Regions from separate parts of the Mus musculus genome. Here region 2 is linked to region 1. Evidence: chromatin contacts called from public HiChIP or PLAC-seq data. All regions are on one chromosome and are shown on one strand. Each heading gives the region's core, a stretch centred on a gene start, on an enhancer-like site or on the middle of the called end of the contact. The rest is flanking DNA. Distances are from core to core; before and after follow the strand shown.

Region 1 (6,762 bases), core at 2,841-5,340:
ACAGTCAGATGAAAAGCACCGATCCCACCAGAGTTCTTTCTGCTCATCTCCCATGTCAGTTGCTCTCTCTCTGCACTGATGGCCCTCATTCAGCCAGACTTTTTTTTTTTTTTTTTCACATAACTTCTTGGCCTACACCTTGAGGCTGTGTCATGAAGAGGATGGTGTTTGTGTGTAGTTAGTTCAAAGGGCTTTGATGGGTACAGCCTGAGTTCTCAACTGACCAGTGGGTCTTCCTCTCTTTGTTCAGTCCTCACTAAGCATGAGGACTCTGGCAGACAATGGAAACCAAGTGCTGGATTTACAAATCCAAGACAGGAATGCAGAGACCACAGGGATAGGGATGGAGTGGGAAGGTTCATAGATCTGCTTAGATTGAAGGACAGTTCTTCAGGACTCTTTCACATGGGAGAATGTGCAAGGGAGGATGCGTCTAGAGGTTACAAGAGATTATGACTGCTCCTTCCATTTTTTTTAAAAAAAATATTATTCTTTAATCTTTTTTTTACAGTCCAGTTGTTATCCCCTCCCATCTGCCCTCCTACTGTTCCTCATCCCATTCCTCCCCAGCCCCCCAAAAGGATGTCTCCACTTCCCCACCCCCACCCCACTGGACTCCCTGGGAACTCAGGTCTCTCCAGGATTAGGTGCATCTTCTTTCACTGAGGTCAGACCAGGCAGTCCTCTGCTGTATGTGTGTTGAAGGCCTCATGTCAGCTGGGGTATGCTGCCTGGTTGGTGGCTCGGCGTCTGAGAGATCTTGGGGGTGGGATGTCCAAGTTAGTTGAAACTGCTGTTCTTCCTATGGGGTTGCCCTCCTTCTCAGCCTCTTCCAGCTTTTCCCTAATTTAACCACAGGGGTCCCTGGCTTCTGACTATTGGCTGGGTGTATCTGCATCTGACTCTTTCAGCTGCTTGTTGGGCCTTCAGCTCCTTCCCTTTGCTCCATTTACTTGGTTGAGTCTTCCTGCCTAGTCTGTAGGATGTCAGTTGGCTTTATTTAAATATTTCCTGGGCTGTGTTCTGTGCAGCACCCAGCTTGTTGAAAACTACTTGGCCTGCTAACAAGTCACAGGGGTTTCTGGGCAAGGTCTTTGCTTTGAAGGAAAACGGGAGAGAGCAAAGGAGATCAAGATGCCTTTGTTTTCACAGAAGTACAGTCAGAATGAGTAATTAAGAAAGTGATAAATGAACTCAGAGCTATTATCTGAGCCGTTGGTCAAAAGAAGATGGATGAGGCATGGGGGTGCTTGTGCTCCTGCACAATAGGAAGAAGTTCTGGAAGCTGGGCTTCTTCTGTTAATGGTTTCATCAGTTGGCTGATGAGGGCAGAAATCTTTCCTGGACAAACAAGCTGCTCTTCCAAAATGACACACTTGAAGTCCGTAGGCAGGTGTGTAAATGGTGTGATTCTACAAAGATTGCTCCCTAACTTCAATCAAAGGCTCTAAAGCAGTCAATGAGAAATGAGCACTGTTTCCTGTAGTCTTGGGCATCTGAATACTTGGTCCCCCACTGTTTAGGGGAGATTCAGGAGGTGTAGCCTTGCTACAGGAAGTGTGTCATTGGGGGTGGGCTTTGACAACACTGTCCTGCCTCTTCTGGTTCAAGCTCTTCTGCTTTGTGCCTTTGATTGAGATGTGAGCTCTCAGCTTCCTGCTCTTACCTCCATGATGGCTACCGTAGTACTTCCCCTCCATGATGGACCTTTAGCTTTCTGGAATTGTGGGCCAAAATAAACTCTCGATTGTTTTTTGTTTTGTTTTGTTTTGTTTTGTTCCTGTAAGAAGCCTTGGTCATGGTGTTTTATTACAGCAACAGAAGTGTAACTAATAAAATGCTCAATAACAAAGTGCCTTTGTCAGAAGCAACTATTTTATGCTATTGTTAAAAAATGAGGAGTGCCAGGCGTGGTGGCACATGCCTTTAATCCTAGCACTTGGGAGGCAGAGGCAGGCAGATTTCTGAACTCAAGGCCAGTCTGGTCTACAGAGTGAGTTCCAGGACAGCCAGGGTTACACAGAGAAACCCTGTCTCGAAAACAACAACAACAACAACAACAACAACAACAACAACAACAACAAAAACAAAAACAAAAAAAAAACAAAAACAAAAACAAAAAAGAGGAGAGATAAAATATCTCTAGGAGACTTAGGACACATATAAATTTGTATTAAAATACTAATAAATAACATTCAATGCTTTTTTGATTAAAAATAACTGAGATAGGATCAAACAATATAACCTAGCTGGACTGAAACTGTACTACTCTTGTTTTGTGTCATAGGCATGTCTTACCTCCCTAGCTCCTGGGTCTTTTCCCTTCCTTCCTTCCTTCCTTCCTTCCTTCCTTCCTTCCTTCCTTCCTTCCTTCCTTCCTTCCTTCCTTCCTTCCTTCCTTTTTCCTTGAGACAAGGTTTCTCTGTGTAGCCCTGGCTGTCTTGAAACTAACTCTATAGACCAGGCTGGCCTCAAACTCAGAAATCCACCTGCCTCTCCCTCCCAAGTGCTGGCATTAAAGGCGTGTGCCACCACTGCCCAGCCTGGCTTTTTAAAATAAGATATAAAGTATGTTACTCTCTGTCTCTGTCTCTCTCCTTGTGGTGTGTGTGCGTGTCTGGTATAAGATTAGAGTCATAAATTTCAATTTCTGTTTAATTCAAAAATTGGCCTAGAGCTGATCGTGATATTAAATTCTCATTTTCCCTTATCTCACATATAATTCATGTATCTAAGGAGGAATTCTGTCTGTAAAATAACATTGTAGACTCAGACATTGGTCCATCTAAGAATATTTATGTCATAGACTGCTTAGCTCCAAAATTTGTCTGGATATTAACATCCTATAAAGACAGTTTCCCTATAATATGACTTTCCTAAATAGGCGGATGTGAGTTAACTTGTCCCTGCTTTTTTCAGAACCAGAGGAAAAGCTGCCATCCCATGTCCTCTGCTACAGGATTTTCTGTCGAGTGAAAGATCCTGGATACATCCCAAGTCAGGTAAAGTCCGATCTTTAAGGCCCTGGAAGAACACAGACAACTATCAACTGTACTGCAAGACACAGAGAGCACCGATGTTTCTTAGACAGAAAGGGTCCAGGGATGGGGTTGTGGAGTTCTGTTACAACACATGGCAGTTTGCCTGTTTTTAAAGAGAGGATTGCTTTTGGAAACCTGTGATCCTCTTGTTAGCCTCAACCTCCTTCACTTGTAGGTGTTTCAGAGAAATCTGAGCCCCGGTGAAGCTATTTTTATGAAGTCTCTTACTCCCTCTTCACCCTTCCCCCAACTTGCTTGTAAGGAGAAATTAAGTGAAAATGGGCTTGACACAAGTATACCCTGGCAGTTAAACTGGCTACACATCAACGATTCATTAGATTTCTATGAGTGAATTACTTTATTAATTCACTTATTTGGCAAATGTTTATGATGGGCCTGTGGTTGGCAAGTGACAGAGTTAATGCGATTCTTTTTTTATATGGCAACATTCCAATGTGAACCCATCTGTGAATGCCATGCTCAGGCGAACACCAGGTAGATGTCATAGCCAAGTGGATGGATATGTTTGTGATGGGCTCGATGGCAAACCAAGTCACTTCTTCAACATGGAATTTATAGCCTAATGTGTACAAATGCTGAGTCCGACAGAGCCATAGATGGGACAAAGTGCCATGTTTACTGCCCCTGGGACATGGACAGCATGGGCTTCCATGAGAGTCGATGGCTTCTACGGGTATAAGGACATATTTTACATTCCTCCTCTGAGGAATGTCCTCCCTGTTAACATTGTTAATGACTCTATGATAATCCGACAAAGCACCAGCCCAGGTGGCAAAGGTGTGGCTAATGTCTCAGCAAAAGGTAAATGCTGGGACCCTCAGGACAGCCTTCAAGGCTGTAGAAAAAAACTCTAAATATCCTGAGTTCAAAGATACATAATTTCTCAACTATGTAAAAAATGTCAGGATGCAATATGAATTGTATAAGGAGCTTCACAAATCTAAAGGAACAGAGGCAGCTACACAATAAGCCAGCTTGTCAGAAGGATACAAAGACAGGCAGAGAAAAATGTAGGCGGATTCCTGAGTTCAAGGTCAGCCTGAGACAGAGTGACTTTAGGTCCAGGCATGTTTGGGACTGTGATTCCAGAGCAGGGTCCTGCCCAGCTATTTTTTTTTTATTAGATATTTTCTTTATTTACATTCCAAATGTTATCCCCTTTCCTGGGTTCCCCTCTGAAAACCCCTATCCCTTCCCCACTCCCCCTGTTCACCAACCCACCCACTCCTGATTCCTGGCCCTGGCTTTCCCCTACACTGGGGCATAACCTTCACAGGACCAAGGGCCTCTCCTCCCATTGATGACTGACAAGGCCATCCTCTGCTACATATGTGGCTGGAGCCATGGGTCCCTTCATGTGTACTCTTTGGTTGGTGCTTCAGTCCCTGGGAGCTCTGGGAGTACTGGTTGGTTCATATTGTTGTTCCTCCTATGGGGCTGCAAACCCCTTCAGCTCCTTGGATCCTTTCTATAGTTCCTCCACTGGGGACCCTGCGCTCAGTCCAAAGGTTGGTTGAGAGCATCCACCTCTATTTGTCAGACAGTGGTAGAGCCTCTTAGGAGACAGCTATATCAGGGACCTGTCAGCAAGCTCTTGTTGACATCCATAATAGTGCCTGGGTTTGGTGACTGTATATGGGGTAGATCCCCAGGTGGGGCAGTCTCTGGATGGCTTTTCCTTCAGTCTCTGCTCCACACTTTGTCTCTTTAACTCCTCCCATGGGTATTTTGTTCCCCCTTCTAAGAAGGACCAAAGTATCCATACTTTGGTCATCCTTCTTCTTGAGTTTCATGTTGTCTGTGAGTTGTATCTTGGGTATTCTGAGCTTCTGGGCTAATATCCATTTATCATTGAGTGCATACAGTGTGTGTTCTTTGTGATTGGGTTACCTCACTTAGGATGATATTTTCTAGTTCCATCCTTTTGCCTACTAATTTCATAAATTCATTATTTTTAGTAGCTGAATAGTACTGCATTGTGTAAATGTACCACATTTTCTGTATCCATTCCTCTGCTGACGGACATCTGGGGTTTTTTCAGCTTCTGGCTATTATAAATAAGGCTACTATGAACATAGTGGAGCATGGGTTCTTATTACATTTTGGAGCATCTTCTGAGAATATGCCTGAGTGGTATTGCTGGGTCCTCAGGTAGTACTATGTCTAGTTTTTTGAGTAACCACCAGACTGATTTCCAGAGTGGTTGTACCAGCTTACAACCTCATCAGCAATGGAGGAGTGTTTCTCTTTCTCCACATCCTTGCCAGCACCTGCTTTCATCTGAGATTTTGGTCTTAGCCATTCTAACTGATGTGAGGTGGAATCTCAGAGTTGTTTTCATTTGCATTTCCCTGATGACAAAGGATGTTGAACATTTCTTTAGGTGCTTCTCAGCCATTTGGTATTCCTCAATTGAAAATTCTTTGTTTAGCTCTGTACCCCATTTTTAAATAGGGTTATTTAGTTATCTGGAGTCTAACTTCTTGAGTTCTTAGTATATATTGGATATTAGCCCTCTATCAGATGTAGGGTTGGTAAAGATCTTCCCCCAATCTGTTGGTTGCCATTTTGTCCTATTGACAGTGTCCTTTGCCTTACAGAAGTTTTGCAATTTTATGAGATACTATTTGTCAATTCTTGATCTTAGAGCATAAGCTATTGGTGTTCTGTTGATGAAATTTTCCCCTGTGTCCATGTCCTTGAGGCTTTTCCCCACTTTCTTTTCTATTGGTTTCAGTGTTTCTGGTTTTATGTGAAAGTCATTGATCCACTTGGACTTGAGCTTTGTACAAGGAGACAAGAATGGATTGATTTGCATTCTTCTACATGCTAACCTTCTGTTGGACTAGCACCATTTGTTTAAAATGCTGTCTTTTTTCCACTGGATGGTTTTAGCTCCTTTGTCAAAGATCAAGTGACCATAGGTATGTGGGTTCATTTCTGGGTCTTCAATTCCATTCCATTGATCTACCTGCCTGTTACTGTACCAATACTATGCAGGTTTTTTAATTTTATTTATTTATTTATTTATTTTATCACAAATGCTTTGTAGTACAGCTTGAGGTCAGGGATGGTGATTCCACCAGAAGTTCTTTTATTGTTGAGAATAGTTTTTGCTAACCTAGGCTTTTTGTTGTTACAGATGAATTTGCAAATTGCCCTTTATAACTCTTTGAAGAATTGAGTTGGAATTTTGATGGGAATAGCATTGGATTTGTAGATTGCTTTCAGCAATCTTCAAGTATCTCTCCATTTAGTTTGACATTGGCTATTGGCTTGCTGTATATTGCTTTTACTCTGGGCCTTGATTTCCTGATCTTTCCAAAACTTTTATCATGAAGGGGTTTTTGTCAAATGCTTTCTCAGCATCTAATGAAATGATCATATGTTTTTTTTACCTTGAGTTTGTTTATATAGTGGTTTACGTTAACGGATTTCCATATATTGAACCATCCCTGCATCCCTGGGATGAATCCTACTTGATCATGATGGATGATCATTTTGATGTGTTCTTGAATTTGGTTTGCAAGAATTGTATTGTGTATTGTTGCATCAATAGTCATAAGGGAAATTGGTCTGAAGTTCTCATTCTTTGTTGGGTCTTTGTGTGTTTGAGTAATTGTGGCTTCCTAGAATGAGTTGGTTAGAGTTCCTTCAGTTTCTATTTTGTGAAATAGTTTGAGCAGTATTGGTATTAGGT
Region 2 (6,762 bases), core at 2,608-5,107, 460 kb before region 1:
GGGATGGGGTACGAAAGGGCCGGCCGGCCTGCCTGCCTGCCTGCCTGCCTGCCTGCCTGCCTGCCTGGGTCTGGGTTGCTGTATGGCGGTAGGGATGGAATGGAGAAAATAGTCCTATGCTGAAGAGGAACATGGCATTCGAGACAGAATGCTTTTGGGGCTCAAAAGGAGAGTCTGGGTGTGGACATGGCCAGACCTTTATTATGAAAGGATACCCTTGCTAGCAAGACAGCACTCAGACCATAACCCAGCACAGGAGGGGTAGGGCCACCCGGTATCAGCTGCCCAGAGTGTCAGCAGCTTCAACAAGAAGATGCAAAGAGCCAGCCGCTGATTCTGGACCCACTTTGAAAAGGAGGCTGCAGAAGAACAAGTACAGCCCAGCCCTTCCTGCAAGACTGGCCAGACCTGTGGATGCCCGCATGGCTGGGCACACGTGTGAGCCAGACCTGTGGATGACCGCATAGCTGGGCACACGTGTGCGCAAGAGCAGGTTTGAGTGCAAAAGAGATGGCTTAGAAGAAAAGGAGACGAAAAGAACAGCAGACTGCGCTGAAGAAGGAAGAAGCAGAGATAACAAAAAGTTTCAGTCTGAGTGCACCTTTAAAAGACATTTCAGGGGCTGGCGAGATGGCTCAGTGGTTAAGAGCGCCGACTGCTCTCCCGATGGTCCCGAGTTCAAATCCCAGCAACCACATGGTGGCTCACAACCATCTGTAATGAAATCTGATGCCCTCTTCTGGAGTATCTGAAGACAGCTACAGTGTACTTACATATAATAAATAAATAAATAAATAAATAAATAAATAAATAAATAAATAAATGTTTAAAAAAAAGATTTATTAAAAAAAAAGACATTTCAGAATAGTCCAACTTCGTGTGCTCATGACTGCACAGGTGCACACAGGTATGAGGAACGTAGGCAACCTTAAGTATTGTGCCTCAGGCCCTGTCCACATTCATTTTTTAAAAAAGGTTTATTAATTTGCTGGGCGGTGGTGGTGCACGCCTTTAATCCCAGCACTTGGGAGGCAGAGGCAGGGGGATTTCTGAGTTCGAGGCCAGCCTGGTCTACAGAGTGAGTTCCAGGACAGCCAGGGCTACACAGAGAAAACCTGTCTTGAAAAAAAACCAAAAAACAAACAAACAAAAAAAAAGGTTTATTAATTTTACTTCATTCCTTCATCTAATGACATGACCAACCTACCAGAGGCCACACACTAGAATCAAGTTGCCTCTCCTTACCAGGAGCTGTCAACCGCCAATACTTTTGTCAGTTAGGGGCAGGATCTTATAAGCCCCTCTGATACCTGCATATGTGTATATGTGTATATATGGTTGTGTGTGCCCATCCCCACAATGTCAGAGGAGGGTGTTGGATCCCCTGGAGCAGTACTTACAGGCAGTTGTTAGTCACCCAGTGTGGGTGCAGGTAACTGAACCCAGGTCCTCTGCAAGAGCAGGGCTCATGGATACAAAGGCCTGACTGTCTATCCTCTGTGATGGAATATAATCCGGCCTAGAAAGGAATGACCTGCTCACACAGGTTACAAAACAGTCAAGCTATGACAGTGCTTCTGGGACTTTCTAATGCGAAGACTCTATAACACAGTTCCTCATGTTGTGGTGACCCCCAACCATAGAATGATTTTCACTGCTACGTTCTAACTGTAATTTTACTACTGTTATGAACTGTCAGGTAAGTTTCTGTGCTTTCCCATGGTCTTAGACGACCTGAGGGTTGAGAACTCCTGTGCTAAGTGAAAGAATCCATCACAAAAGATTCTATGAATCGATTCCAATGGAGGGAAGAGGGAAATAGAAAGTGGAGCCACCCGGCAGGGGTGAGGTGGGGAGAGGGAAAGAGAGAATCTCATTGTGATGGAGAATGTGTTCCAAGTGCTGACCCTGCCCAGGGCTGCACACCTGGGAAACATTCAAAAACCAAGGAAACCCTGGGTCAAAGAGTCAGTCACGTGGTGTCTGAACTGGCTGGTGGCACACATGCCTGTTCTTACAGTTACAGTTACTCAGGACACTGAGGCAGGAGGATCGGACAAGTTCAAAGTCTGCTCTATGTAGAGAGTTCCAGGCCAGTCAGGGCTGTAAGCAAGTGTGACCTTGTCTCAAAGACAAACAATACAAAAGCCAAGTAAAATAACTCCAAGTAAAAGGCTGAGTATCGCCTGTCACCAGGAGACTGAGCCCGGGGAATTTAAGGCAGGGACTATCTGTGACAGACCCTATCTGTGCATGCAGTGCAGCCAAAGGAAGTAGGTCAGAGAAGACTTGCCGCACTCCTTAAAAGCTCCAAGCTTGCTCCCCAGACATGGAGAAAGCATGTTTAAAGGCCCAGCAGGCATCAAGGCTTTTTAAATGCCTAAGGGCTGAAGGGAAGAGAAAGCCGGCCTACTGAAGGCAGGAGGAAGCACATTTTTAACATACGCTTGAAGAATTTAGTCAAATATGGGAAGAAAAAAAAAAAAAAGGAAAGAAAGATCTCTTAGGAAGTGTAAAAAGAGAAGAAGAAAGTATTTTTCTTCAGTCTGAAATAAGATGGCAAAATACCTAGACAACATCGTAAGGTAAATAAATCATGGGCAAATGTTTGCCACCGGAAATTTAAAGACGAGGGCACCAGGGCACCTGGGAATGAAGGGCAGAAGCTACATAGTGCAGGCAGAGACCGATATGTACACCCTTCTAAATCTGATTGACTCAAAATGTGACCCAGCCTTGGGTCATACACATCATGCAACAGGAATGGTGTCACCTGCCTATGGTAAAGGGGCATTTCAACTGTACTTAGTAAATCAAAGAAAACTGAGTTTCTTATCTTTGGTCCTTTCATCTGTCTGCCTGCCTGCCTGCCTGCCTGTCTGTCTGTCTGTCGATTACTGTGCTCTTCTCTGTGTGTCTGTGTAGCTCAGAGGGCCATCTCAGCTGTCATTTCTTAGGAGAGATTTTCTTATCTTTTGAGACAGGCCCTCTCACTGCATCTGAGTTCACTGATGACTAGCTGACCAGGGAGACCCAGGCATTTCCCTGTTTCTTCCTTTGCTGGGCACATAAGGATGTGCCACCCTGCCCAGCTTTCTGAGTTGGTTCTAGACACTGAACTCACATCCTAACTGAGCTGTCCTTCTGGCCTGTGCCTCCTTCCCAGACTCTTACCTGGAAACGTTAGGATGCCGCTGAGCATGGGGAAAACAATCCACAGACCGCAAGAAAAGCCTGGCAAAGCGTGGGTACGACAACCCTGCCCGCCGCATGGCGCCTGCCGGAGCGCCACACGCTGATGAGGTACCAGGGCACCCACGATCCCAGGACTAGGATAAAATCTCTGCACACCCTCGAGTCCCCTAAGCGAACCTTGGAGAATGCTGCATAACACAATGAGAAGGGTGGGCAGCTCAGAGGACGGCCATGTAACTGGTTCTAATTTCAGAGCAATGACTGCAGCTTGGAATGATGTCCCTGGCTATGGTTTCGAACCAACACCCTGCAGAACTCTTACCATCAATCACTGCTGCACTACACTTAACACTGAAGATCTACAGGGTTTTTACAACGTTGGGTTTGAAAGGCAGGAAATGACTGTCTCTAGAAGAGATGCGGTGTTATGCATATCTGACTATAAAATTCATAATGAGTTGTGATGACTGCACAGCTCATTGTAACTATCACCACGATTACCTAGTTAGTTTGTTTTTCGAGACAAAGTCTCATATACCCTAGCCTCAATTGGGTAACCTAGAATGACCTCCAACTGACCTTCCAGCCTCCTGAGATTATGCCTCATTTATGTGGTAGTAGGAGCTAAAAATAGGACTTCACATAGGCTAGACAAACATCCTCCCAACTGAGCTCCACCCCTAGCCCATAGAGTCTCAAAACTGAAGGAATTTCACACCATTCAACCTCAAGTCCTTCCTTCAGGAAGGAATTCCAAATCCTCAACGCAGGCAGCCTGGGCAGGAGCCATAGCTCTAGCTTCTCAGTGAGTGAGCCGTCCGGTTTCTTCAGCACACATAGCACCCTAGCAGAGACTCTGCTGCTGTGGGTGGCTTGTTCACTGTATTCCCTGGATGAGGAAACAGGAAGCAAGCACGGAATGATTCGCTGAAAGCAAGCGAGATTTTCTCAAGCCAAACCATGAGCCTGGGGCTCAGCTCAGTGCCAGGGCTCTCTCTCTTGCTTATTTATACCAGGCCTGAATCCCTGGCACCAGACAAATAAAAACTGCAGTTAGGAAAGTCAACTTTGAAGAGTTTTGCTTTCTTGGAAACAAATGCTCTATGTGGGTCAGATGCGCATACATCAGGCCTAACTGGACATGGGGTAAAGGAAGGGGTTCATCTCCACAGACAGTTCTCAGAGATGAAAACTTCTTGAGGGAAGAGATAAGGACAGTGGCCTGGTGGCACTGGTGGCAAAGGATGCGCTCTGTTCTGTAGTATTCCCGGAAGCAAATATGCTGGAAATACATTTGCCAGATTTTAGCATCAAACGGCTGGGGACCAATCTCTCAGTTGCTGACTTGGTTGAACATGCAATTAAAACAAAACAAAAAGAAGTCCAGTTTTTGTCAGGCATGGTGACACATACCTATAACCTAGCATTTGGGAGGCCAAGTAAGAGGATTACTAAGGGGGGATTGGGAAGGGAACCTGCGGTCTCTCTCCTTAATGATTGGGCAAGGTCAAGTGTGAAGTGACACCCTGTGAGTGCCACAGCCACCCTCTGAATCTCTGGTCCAGTGGGACCCTCCTGACCTAGTAGTACCTGGATTGATCTGCTTTTACAAGGGGCAATGATGGTAAACATTGAACTCACGTTACCAGTAGGAAGCCCAACCACAAACCTACCAGCAACAGCATTAGTGCCACGGAAAGCTAGCATGGACTCCAATTTTAGGCACACATTTTTGCAATTCTATTAGATAGGTTTCATTGCTATCCCCTTTTGATAGATGATGCACTCATTACCTGAAGCACAGAGAAGTTGATTAACTTGTCTAGGGTCACAGAGCACCTGCCTGCCAGACTCATACAGAGTTTCTGTTAAGACCTTTGCTAGCCACACTTGTAAGATATAAGTTCAAGAAGGGGATGGGAAATTTCCATAGCATCAAAGTACTTATTTAATAGTAGATAGACACCAAAATGTTCTGGGATGTTGAATTTTGACCTAAGGAGAAGGAACTAAGGTGCATATTTTACATATCAAAGCAGACCTGGCCTCTAGGTTCTCCCAGCATCCCTCAGTCCCTACCTGGCATGCCCTGCCTCCAATCTAAACATTGCAGCCCGGGCCTGGGCTGTCCTTCCTTATATAAAGCAGACATTTTGTACCCCCACCCCACTTCTCTCTCTGCTCATGTTCTTTCTCTTTCTCATCCCCCAAATCCCTTCTCCCCCTGCCCCCCCACCATGGTAACTTCCCTAGCCTCCTTCCTTAGGGCGAGTAAATTTACCCAAGAGCAGCTTCCCAATAAAACCTATGTGTATTTAATATAATCTAATCTGGCTCGAATCGGCTCACTTCACTGTCAGCGAACTAATTTATCACCAGTATTCCTGAATGAACTTCAGCATAAGAGCTATTTTGGGAATAGCCCAAATAGAAATCCAGTCTGGGGACTGGGGAGATTGCTTTGTGGTTAAGAGCACTGGCTGCTCCTCCTATAGGACCCAGGTTCAATTCCCGACGCCCACACGGGAGCTCACGACTATCTGTAACTCTAGTTCCAGAGGATCCGGCACCTTCTCACAGACACACATGCAAACAAAACACCAATGCACATAAAGGAAAGGGAGAAGAAAGAAACCCACGGGTAAGGCAGTTAGAGAGGGAGCCGCCAAAGAACAGCCATGCGAGGCATGAGGACTTCAGTTCAAATCCCGGCACCTACACGAAAAGTTGGTATATAGTTGAGTGCAATGTAACCCCAGCTCTGAGGGGCAGGGCACTGGGAGGCTCACCGAGCCTGCTTGCCGCCTGTTTGGTTCCAGGTTCAGCTAGTGTCTCTCTCAAGAGGATACAGCAGAGAAGATAGAAAGGCTGCCCAATGTCTTCCAGTGGCCTGTTTACATATCTGCACGCGCACGCACGCGCACACACACCATCATACCCACCACACATGAATATCCATACCACACGAACCACACACAGTGCCAATTCCAGAGTTAAAGAACAAAGCCAAGGCTGGGTCTGGGGTGGGGTTCAGGGTCAGGGCCCAGAATCAGAAGCAAAAGACCCCACACTCCACAAAAGCTCTCAGTAGTAAAAGAACAGCAAGCTTAAAGATCACTCGGCTCGTGTTTGGGGCCAGAGAAAAATCTCTCCAAGTCAGCTCCTGGACTAGCTGAGCCCAAGGCTTTGCTTACGTAGAAAAGCGCTCACACACACAGCCCTCAGCAACTGATCTGATTGTCTGAAGAGTAGGAGGAGAAAGGCTGGAGGGGGAAACACAAACCAGCAAAGACAGAGGGGCAGGTTAGGCTAAGGAGGTGGAACATCAGATATGAGGAAATTTCCAGCCTCAAATTCACCACGGGAAAGATCTTTCAAGACCGAGATCCTCAAACATGAAGTCTTCCCCATCAAGTCTGCATTTAATTTCCAATACACAACAAGAGATCCTCGTGTTGTTGACTCGTTAACTTTTTAAAAATAGTCATTGGCACGCAGCCTCTTTGGTCCTCTTTGGGCAGCTGTGGTGAGAATCATGCAGAATGTGTGCTGAAGCAAGGCCTTACA

What was found. HiChIP or PLAC-seq counts read pairs in DNA pulled down with a chosen protein or histone mark.
Region 2: a contact with region 1 is called in an H3K27ac HiChIP or PLAC-seq map of embryonic stem cells, with 5 read pairs. The contact joins two enhancer-like sites. A contact is called at or near these places in 3 of 115 datasets of contacts at active chromatin or transcription factors (all in embryonic stem cells) and 1 of 9 other capture datasets (pancreatic islet).

Annotation. Positions count from the first base shown.
Region 1 is chr15:25,309,484-25,316,245 of GRCm38.p6, reverse strand. No RefSeq gene overlaps it. Among named protein-coding and RNA genes, the nearest start is that of Gm36555, 19 kb to the left of the region's middle. Within about 2 kb of position 4,090, at least 6 of the 459 cell types and tissues checked have an H3K27ac peak or open chromatin away from gene starts, as enhancers often do. A contact at or near this core is called in embryonic stem cells, where this site is marked.
Region 2 is chr15:25,765,191-25,771,952 of GRCm38.p6, reverse strand. All of the region lies in intron 19 of Myo10 (myosin X), which reads right to left. Among named protein-coding and RNA genes, the nearest start is that of Retreg1, 75 kb to the left of the region's middle. Within about 2 kb of position 3,857, at least 111 of the 459 cell types and tissues checked have an H3K27ac peak or open chromatin away from gene starts, as enhancers often do. A contact at or near this core is called in embryonic stem cells, where this site is marked.